3 separate regions of the Oryctolagus cuniculus genome follow, and regions 1 and 2 are each linked to region 3. A link is a contact called in public Hi-C and Micro-C data. All regions are on one chromosome and are shown on one strand. The core of a region is the stretch at or near the end of the contact, and the rest is flanking DNA. Distances in the headings are between cores, read along the strand shown. Region 1 holds the start of FAT3 (FAT atypical cadherin 3). Region 2 overlaps FAT3 (FAT atypical cadherin 3). Region 3 overlaps FAT3 (FAT atypical cadherin 3).

Region 1 (2,972 bases), core at 415-2,914, 670 kb after region 3:
AATACCCGGGCTCGCCACTTCCCGCAGGCTCTGGGGCCAGATGCACTTTAGCTCAGCGACCCCCACTGGCGGAATCCTCACGCTCCAGTCGCGCCGAGCACAGCCAAGCCGGTCCAACCCCCCCTTAGCTGCCTCCTCCGCTGCGCTCCTGAGACCCTCCCAACCTCTCCCCTCACCTGGTTCCAACACCCTAGACTTGCACACACACTGGTCCCAGCTAGGGGTGCACCCAGTGCCTCCCAGGGAAGGATCGCTGAGCGCGGAGCCAGTGCGCCCTCGCCTTTCCACCCCGACATGGAGAAGGCTGCTTCGCACCCTCCGGGACGGTCAGACCACGCTGCTTTCTTTTCAAAGAGCCGCAGCCATCCCGCACGCCCGCCAAAAAACAAGCCCTTTCCCAAAGCATTGGGTTTCCCTCTGTCAAGACAGCAGGAACAGCCTCTCCTCCTGACCACTCTCTAACGGCTGTCGCCCCAGTCTGAGAGCCGCTGCCAAACTCAATGCATCACACCCTGCCCACGGCCGCTGGAGGACGGAGTCGGGCACGGGGAAAGGACCACAGACCGCGTGGGAACCTTCTCCCCTTCCTAAAGGGGAGACGGGGCTCCCTACTCCTCTCGGTGCCCGGAGACAACCCAACTTGCGCCTTCGCGTCGCCCAAGTGCTTCCACTGGTATCTGAACATACCCACTGCGCCCGGCAAGCACCGACTCCCAAGCAGGCTCCTTGCCTAGACCTTCTCATCCACCTGCCGCGGGCGGGTGGCCCGAGTTCCGGGAGGCGTCCTGCAGGGATGGGTGCTTCCACCTCCAAGCTCTCTTGCACCCCCGCCCCAAATCCTCAGCTCCAAACTTAGCCAACTCTCCGTGTCAACCTCTGGGCTCCTGCCGCAGGGCCGAGCCTCCCGCCCTTTCTGCTGGTAGCGGCGGCGGCCCCCAGCTCCAGGCGGTACCGAAGCTGGAACTTAACAAGGTGAAAAGTTTCCCCCACGCGCTGTGCCGGCTCATGCTTCCCGGAACCCACCTCGCAGCCCATTTACACCTGGAGCTGGGGCTGTGCTTGGGCAGGCGCGCTTCGGCCGGCGCACCAGGCAGCTAAATAATCGCGCTAACAAGCCCCCACGCACCCTTGCCTCAGCTGGCGATCCACGGCTCCACCTGGCGCTTCTCCCGTGGTCTTCCTCTCTAGGTGCTCTCGCCTAGGGCGAGCCGGGCCACACGGTCGCCTCCGCCGCAGTGCCTGCGCGCGCTCCCCGGGACTGGGATCGCGGAGAGAGGCGCTCGGGACGCCGCCGCCGCCGCCGCCGCCGCCGCGGCAGATCGGCAGGCGGAGGCGGGAGGAGGAGAACGGCCGCGGGAGGAGAGGGCCGGGGGCGCGAGATCCCAGTCCGCATCCAGATCCCAGCGCAGCCTGCCGGGAGGAGAGCGTGCTCCCGCGTCTGCTCTGAGCCGCCGCCGCCGCTACTGCACGCCGCCGCCGAGCTGCTAGGGGCTCCCCATCGCAGCCGGCGCCGACGCGCGGCCAAGCCCCACTCTCTCTCTCTCTTTCTCTCTCGTCTCCCCCTCTTGCTCTCCCTCGCTGTCTCCTCCTCCCGAACCGCGAGCGAAAGGGGCGAGGGGGAGAGAAGCCTCGGCGTCGGGGATGACTCGGGATCTCTGAGCGCCGCACGGGGGAGCGGGGGCGGGCGGGAGGGGGCTGCGGGGGCGGCGCGGCGAGCGGGAGGGCGCTCCGGGCGCGGGGCCTGGAGCTGGGCTAATTTTAGAGCGCGAGTCTCCCCGCAGCCCTCTCTCGGGGCCGGAGGATCGCACCAGCGTGCCTTCTTGTTGCTGGAGGAGCGTGCTGCCGGCTTCCCCGAGCTCGCTCACGCCGCAGCCCCGGGCAGAGAACGTGTTCCTCCCTTAGGACAGACGAGGAAACTGAGGCGCCACGAGGTTAACGTGTTGCACCTGAGGTCCAAAGTCTAATTTGTAGGGTGGATATTAAATCATCAAGCGGGGTGCCTCTTGCTTCCCACACAAGGCTACTAGTCCCCACACATACTTGGATCCTGGTATCCTCCCAGTACCTTGTGGCAGAGGGCATTAAACAAAAGAGGTTAACAGGGTGTGCATCCTCTTCCCTCCTTAGCCTCCTACTTGGAGTAGTGGTACTTTGAAGGGGCATGGTGATTGGTTTGGGGCTTGACTTACAAGGCCCACCTTTCGGTCTTTCTTCACCATCCACGCAAGTCCTGGGACTCCTTGATCGCGCTGTGCGCATCCCTGTCCCCATCCTATGCTGCTGCAGCTTGGGCCCATCCTCATGCCCCCACCCCACCCCACGCCACCCCACCCTGTCTGTGTATCCTCGCACTTCCGCCTTCCCCTCCTGGCACAGAGGCAGACTTGACACCCTCCTTCCCCCCTGCAGCACCCACGCGGCAACTCACATCTGTCTCCAAAGCAGGCGTGCAAGCCAGCGCTTTGCCTTGGATGCTCTCTCCCAGGCGGTTTCTCCCTCAACACTTACCATTGGCATGGAGGGAGAGGCGTGCCAGGCCTGCAGATCTCGTCCCCAGGGGAACTCGCTCCTTTTGGCGCACCGTGACATTCTCTTTTTGGAAGGAAAGTAGAAGTTGATATGAGGGGCTTTGTGCTCAGTCACTAGAACAAGCCCTTTGAAGAGCACAGTGAGTTTACCTTTCTGGCTTCCAGGCTCCCAACCTAGGACTTCTGCTCTGGATGCAGCTTCACAAAGGCCCCCATCCCTCCCTGCCAGTGGAAAGTTTCCCTTGAAAGCCTCCAGCAGCCTCGCTGCGTTGACTGCCCCATAAAGCACCGAGCATGCTCTGGTCACTCCACCCTGAGAGTTTAATGGGAATACTAAGGAGCAGTGACAGCTCCCCATACATCAGCTAATTTGGGGGTAATAAGCATGATGTTACCAAGGGCTTCATTGTCACGAAGGCCAGAAGATGGATCTGAAGTGAAGGG
Region 2 (3,239 bases), core at 91-2,590, 550 kb after region 3:
GCCAAACAAGATGCTGCCCCATAAAGGCATCCCCAGAGTGCATGCCAAGGGAAGAAGATTCTCTCTGGAAAACTAAAGACGAACAATGTAGGTCAATGGAGCTCACCCTAAGAGATACTGAATGGCTTTTCTGGATCTCCAAGACTCCTGCTGCACATCTTAATTTTCTAAGAATTAAAGCCAAGCATGGGTGGACTAGGGAAGGGACTTCCTGGGACACACTGTATCCTTGCAATAAAGGTCCATTACCAAGGATACGCAGTTGTTTTGCTTCCCCAATCCCCTCTCCTGGGAACTCTGATAACATTTTTGGAAATTAAAACTTGAAGTGAAAAATCAATCAAGTACACCAGGTTAAAAGAATTATATATAGGAATTTGACGAGTTCCAATCCAGGACCTCGGAGATGGAATAGCGCAAACCTCCAGACACAGGTGCTTTGCGTAAAGATCCTCACTAGCTTAAAACACCCACTCTTGCCTCCACCATTGCATTCCTGGTGCAACCAACCAGCCACATACTTAATGCATTATAAAGACTAGAGTCGTTAACCCAGTTGAGAAGGTTCTACCACATCTGGCTCTTTTTTTCTGGCCTCGTCTCAAACCCTCTGATTTCTAGGCACACCTGTCTCTCTTCTCTTCCTGGCAGAGCACCTCCTGTCCCAGGTGCTTTGCATGTGTTTCCCCTAAGTTCAATCCTCTTCCTCTTCCCAATTTCCCAACATGCAAACACATGCATACATTCATCTCAACCTCTATATCCCTAAAATTTTCAACTATCTGTGTCCTTCTGTGTTGTCCTCAAAACACTCAGAGAATTTCCTTTGTAACAATACAATTCTAGTGACATTTTACTAAGACTATTTTATATCTGCCATCCCAACTTGACTATAAATTACAGGAAAGTAAAGACTGTCTCAGATGTACATTGTTGTTGCCCTATTCCAAACATACTGCTTGGCACATAAAGGTTATTCACTAAATATCTGTTGTTGGATAACCTTTAAGTATCTTATAAAACTCCAAGAAAATATAAGCCTCATGGAGATTGTTCCTGCAATCAGGGAAATTCTGTCCCTCAGGGAATATCTGACAATCACAACAGGAATTTTTTGTTGCCACAATGAGAAGGGTGCTACTGGCATCTAGTGGGTACAGGTCAGGCACATTGCTAAATGTTGCACACAGGACAGCCTCCACAACAAAGATTTAACTTCCTTAAAATCTCAGTCATGCTAAGATTAGGAAACTCTGATTAGAGAAACTGGTGCAGTTATACTGAGAAGGATAGAGCCAAAAATTATAAAAAACAATTCCAAGAAGAATGGTTGCTTAGCAATAGTAGTGCACTGAGCACTTCTGCTGTTGAGATCTTCCTGGGAGAATGCCCCTGGTGATGTAAGCTCTAGGAAGCTGGAGTTAAAAATTGGGTTCCCTTCTGTGATGGCCAGAATGACTTTTTATCCCACAATGTGAACCTGACTGGGTTCTGCAGAGAATGAAGGGAGCCCTCTACCCCTCGGTGGCAGACTATTTGACCCGGCTTCTACAGGAAGCATTCACATGTGGCAAAGCCATCAGTCACCCTGACAGCTAGAATCCCCATTTGCTCCTGGGGACTAATGTTCTCCACTTTTCAACCAACCTGACTTGGATCTCACTCTCTACAGAAGCATTTATTCTGCCAACAAAATCAAGACCCTGGAAGATCGATCTTTCCAGGTCAACACAGAGCCAAGGCTCCAGAGGTTTACATAGTTTTCTCTGCATAACTACTAAGACCACAGCCTCCCAAGTATTCAAGTGGCCTCACTTTTCCATGACTTTGGGGGAGTAATTTTACCCTGCAGCCTGGTTTATAAGGTAGTAGCTGTAAAACACTACCCTGGATTGAGAAACTGAGCACAACTCCCACAATTCTACCCCAAGCTACAGTAACTTAAACAGATTTTAAAACACCCCTTAATATCAACAGTTGCTGGAAAGTGAATGGAAGTGTTGCTCCAACAATCCTTAAATTAAGTTGACTCATTCCCCACAGTTAAGTAGATAGTTTTCCTTTAGTCCACCCATGAGTATATGTAGTTAAAAACCAAGTATACACTTTGCCACTAATTACATATTACAAATAAATAGTTTACACAAGCATATGTAAACCAGGAAAGGGGGAAGGAGTGGTTTTGAGCATCCACAGCAGATGTTTAGGGACAGCTGTACAGGGAAGCTGACAAGAATTTAGATGAAATTTATTTTAAAATCCCATAAGAGTAAGAGAAGGTTTGTTTAACCTTTACCAAACTATATTCCACCCAAGGGGTTCAAATCTGAATTTTGCCTTAGAATAAATTTCTATTGCTGTGTTTAACATGGCTTTCCCAGTTCCTATTCTAACTAAAAAAAAGAAGCCTAGTGATTTGACCACCATGAGCAAATGTCATTCAGCCACTATAAATATAAGCGCAGAAGTTTGCCTTTCAGTGTCCAAGTGTTATCAGCAAGGCTACAGGGCAAAAGTAAATGATATTAATAAAGAACTGAACAGAAAAGTCTGCACACAGAGCACTGCAAGTTCTGAGCTTCAAAAATCTACTATTAGTCTATACTACTGTCTTCAACAACCGTTATTTCCCATGTCAAAAAAAAATGTTGGCTCTCATTCTCAGTGGATAATATAACACTTTTCCATTACTTACATGCTTTTAGAAGAACAAGTACTTTAATTAGTAAAAATTGCATGGAATAAATGTCCTTAACCAGAAATTTGGGTGTCTACCACCTATCATTTACTTCACATAGAGTCTGCAAGATCAAATACTAGGTAGTTAAAAAATATGTGATTTGGGAAATAATAATAGTAATAGCTAACACAGAATAAGCATTTGCCACATTGCCATAGCTTGCGGATGACTGCTGTACCATCTAGATAACTTGCAGATTGTGTTTCTAGAGTTAGGGATGTTGAGAGGTAGGAACCTCAGGTTTGGTTTAGATCTGTAGCCTTGCCGTGGAAGTCCAATGCTGGAGCTCAGAGTTGAGTGCAGCACTGGGATGAGAGCCCAGCTCCAGACCAAAAATAGTTATAACACTATTACATTTTGAAATTATTTTGGGAATTTGAAAAGTATGCCTGTATATTATACCCTCATGGAATCTTAGATGAATGCCAAATATTAGATGAAAGCCAAATATTCTGCAACACTGCTTCTCCTACTCAAGAGCTTACTTGGCTTCAACATT
Region 3 (3,306 bases), core at 659-3,158:
AACCCACAGTGTTGAGCACGGGGAGCAAGTGTGTGACCCTGAGGGCACACACAGATAGTCTATGAGGACAGTCACTGCATATCAATGTTGGAGCTGCTGCCTGGAGTTTGGAACCTGTATGCGCCTGAGTGTCTCCACGTAAAATGCAAAGACGACTACTTCAAGGCAAATAGAGTTGGGGTGTGCCCTTGACCTTCTGAGAAGTCAAAAGAAGTCAACTGTTACAGTTCATTTTCCCGGCAGATAAATAGGCTTCTGAACTGTTCCCAACTACCAGGTTTTGGGGAAGGAGGTAGAAGAAATTTGGGCAGTGGGGGTAGAAGTAGCTTATTTTACATCCATGATTGTGTCAATGGGCTCAGAAGGCACCTGTTCCTAAATTTACCTTGGAGGTGAGAACTATGCCATTTTGTACTTCTCAGTATAAAATGCCCAGTTTTAGAGAAAATATTTTGCAAATATATACAGGCTGAGTGCTTACATAAATTAGTAAACATCTCATTTTTGTCAGTTGCTGCTAAGTGGGGCAAGGACCTACGGGAAACATACAGGCAGGGCTGCTTGTCTCTGTGGCTGATTCTTTGGAAGTATTCTTGGTGTATCAGTCCATGGCAGATACTCACAATTTTATGACTGTTTCTGCCTCCATCCCCCACCCTGGGGAAAATGACCCATCCTCCAGAGCTGCTTCCTCAGCTCAGAAAACTTGGTGAGTACCTGCTCTCCAGGCAGGAGTTCACAGGAGGCAGAGACAGTAGCTCACAGTGCCAATGCAGGCTGTGAACCACATGCAGTATTTGGGCCGTCTGGGCAATTTTTCTAAGGTTCTGCTTCACAGGACCCCATTACCCCAAAAAATTATAAAGGAAATTCAGCTAAATAAGGGTGCCACTACTGGTACTACAGGAAGCTGGTTTTGTCCCTTAACTAATTCCCAATGATGGAGAGACTGGGTGAACAGTGGGAGAGGAAGGGATCATTGACAAAACTAATAGAAATAGACAAATCACTGTTTATGAGATGGGATTAGGTGGTTCCAAATCAAAGGGGCTCACCCTTGGAGCTTCTAGGGAACTTTGTCAGCCCCTGACAGACCCGGGCCTGCTCATGGCTGCAGCTCAATAAGGGTCTCCTTTGGTAAAGACACTCAACAATGCGGTCAACCAGAAAGCCCATGAAACGAAGCCAGTTGCAATACCGTTCCCCTACCCCCAATAAACACTGTTTTCTAGCACCAAGAAAACCAGACTCCACCTGCACAGAACAAATCTGAAGACCCCTTACCATTGTCATCACCAGAATCCGACTGGAAAGAGCTGAGGGACTGGACTTCAGAGTTGCTGCCTTTATTGCTGCCTGCAAAGCAGGTCACTTCTCCTGGGTCATCAACCCCTTTGCCTTCATGGATAAAGAGAAAGCAGAAATGACACTGGTTACTGTGTGCATATTTCTAGTCCTGTTCCCCACGCCTCCACCTAGTTCACTTCCCGGGACTTTTCCGTTTGCTTAGAGAAAATAATTTAGCTCCATAATAAAAAATTGATTGTGCCACTGGGGGCAAAGGTCTGTCAATCAAGTGATTTACATTATGGATTCAAAACCCTTAACCCATGGTAAATGAGCTTCCAAATAGCTGACAGCAGAAAGTAGCTGTTCCTTCCTTAGAGTAAGAGTGAAAGGAGGATGAAGTGGCTGCACTGCTCTTTGCCATTCACAGTTAATTTATATCATTTACATGAACCTAGGTGGTGTCAACACCAGGTTAAATGAGATTACTTTTAAAATAGGGATATAAATATTTTATAGGGAAGAATGCCATCACATTTCTCCTGGCTTCCATCTCTAGGGAGCGAGTGGAGTTTTCAGCTTGGCCGCCTAGGGGGCAGTGTTGCATCACTTTTAGGAATGACAATGCTCCATGCCCTGTGTCTGGCAGGAGGGTAGCCTGTGGTGTGGATGCGCTCTTGGCCACATACTTATTCCCTCTTTGCTGCACTACAGCAGTCTGAACAACACACACACACACACACACACCCCGGAGGAGTCACTTTCTTATTTGATTGACTAAAGGAAGCAATAAAAACAGCCCATATCTTGAGGTTGTCAAATGAAAAATGAATTAGTTGTCCAGAGATTGTCTCACCATCTAACTCTGCCTTGCTAGACAAAGAAGGAAATGTCATCAATAAAACCCAACAACACTTTTGGGGGAAATGTGAATTTTTGCCTGAGGTGGATTCTGGAAATAAAACTGTCACATCATGAAATGGGTGGGGGAGGAAATGATGACCAGGAAAAGCTGCAAATCATCATGCAATGTGGTGGCACGAAGAGACCTGGACTTGGAATGAAGGCAACAGTCGTTCCTCTCCAGGGCCACAGAAATCACGGCTTCTTCCACCAAGGGGGAAGGCAGGGGCAGGCACGGTGGCTTGGCCTCTGCTGTCAGAAGTGGAAGCCACAGCAAAATGATGAACTGGATAGACAGCTGATACAAACAAAGCAGAGAGAGATGCCAAGGGGATATTCACCTCCCAACAGCCATGCCAAGGCGGGCCTCAGAAAGGCACAAGGTGTGCATGAGCTCAGCCCTGAACACAGATGGAAATGATCCACCATGGCGAGCTCACTGTTGTGCTTAATATGCCATTCTCCTTCTCACTGCTAAACTAATAAGAGCTGTTAGTTGATTGACAATATTCTGATAGAGCCTTATTCCAAGATAATTTGAGAGGGAGCACATTTATGGTGAAAATCTAAGGGCAACTACTTAAAATACATAAAGGAGTCTACAGAAACACAGAATCAGCATACAGCACATTGGGCAGCACTAGAATAGAAGGAACTCATCCTTAGCTGCCTTTATCATTAATAAATCCCCTCTCTCCCCTCTGGCAAAGCTCCTACCAGCAGCGCTGGTCAGAAGACAGGCTTTGGGGCCTGACACACCAGACTTGAACCTGTCTCTTCCTCTGGCTGGTTACAGGCCCTCGGGCAAGTTCTTTCACCTGTTCAAACCGACTGTTCCTTCATGAAATGATGGGCTGGTAACAGCTTCCACAAGGGGCAGCTGTGACAATTTAAGGGGATGACACCGCACACAGCTTTATATTCACTGGCTGTCTCTGCCTTAACAAATCACTGCAACCTTAACTCTTGCTCTCTGACTTCTGCCTGGATGACTCCACTGGGAAGCTCTTGAAATCTTAAGAATCACCTAAGTGTCAAGCTCAGTATGCATAGATTTTTCTTTTCGCCTGTGTCTCCTTGATGGTTGTACAGTTCTTGATACTGCTGGTCTTGCTG

The links. Hi-C and Micro-C count contacts between places; a contact is called where the count stands out from the background.
Region 1: a contact with region 3 is called in a Micro-C map of ear pinna, with 5 times the contacts expected there. The contact joins the promoter of FAT3 here to the enhancer-like site in region 3. A contact is called at or near these places in 2 of 6 Hi-C or Micro-C datasets (ear pinna and an unstated tissue).
Region 2: a contact with region 3 is called in a Hi-C map of liver, with 5 times the contacts expected there. The contact joins two enhancer-like sites. A contact is called at or near these places in 3 of 6 Hi-C or Micro-C datasets (ear pinna, liver and an unstated tissue).

The regions. Positions count from the first base shown.
Region 1 is chr1:83,376,688-83,379,659 of mOryCun1.1, reverse strand. FAT3 (FAT atypical cadherin 3) reads right to left here and starts at 1,664. Exons shown (of 26, transcript XM_051850369.2): 1 at 1,127-1,664.
Region 2 is chr1:83,503,577-83,506,815 of mOryCun1.1, reverse strand. The region is part of intron 1 of FAT3 (FAT atypical cadherin 3); the gene reads right to left. Among named protein-coding and RNA genes, the nearest start is that of FAT3, 130 kb to the right of the region's middle. Within about 2 kb of position 1,340, at least 1 of the 8 cell types and tissues checked has an H3K27ac peak or open chromatin away from gene starts, as enhancers often do.
Region 3 is chr1:84,049,948-84,053,253 of mOryCun1.1, reverse strand. It overlaps FAT3 (FAT atypical cadherin 3), which reads right to left. Exons shown (of 26, transcript XM_051850369.2): 25 at 1,285-1,398. Among named protein-coding and RNA genes, the nearest start is that of MTNR1B, 96 kb to the left of the region's middle. Within about 2 kb of position 1,908, at least 2 of the 8 cell types and tissues checked have an H3K27ac peak or open chromatin away from gene starts, as enhancers often do.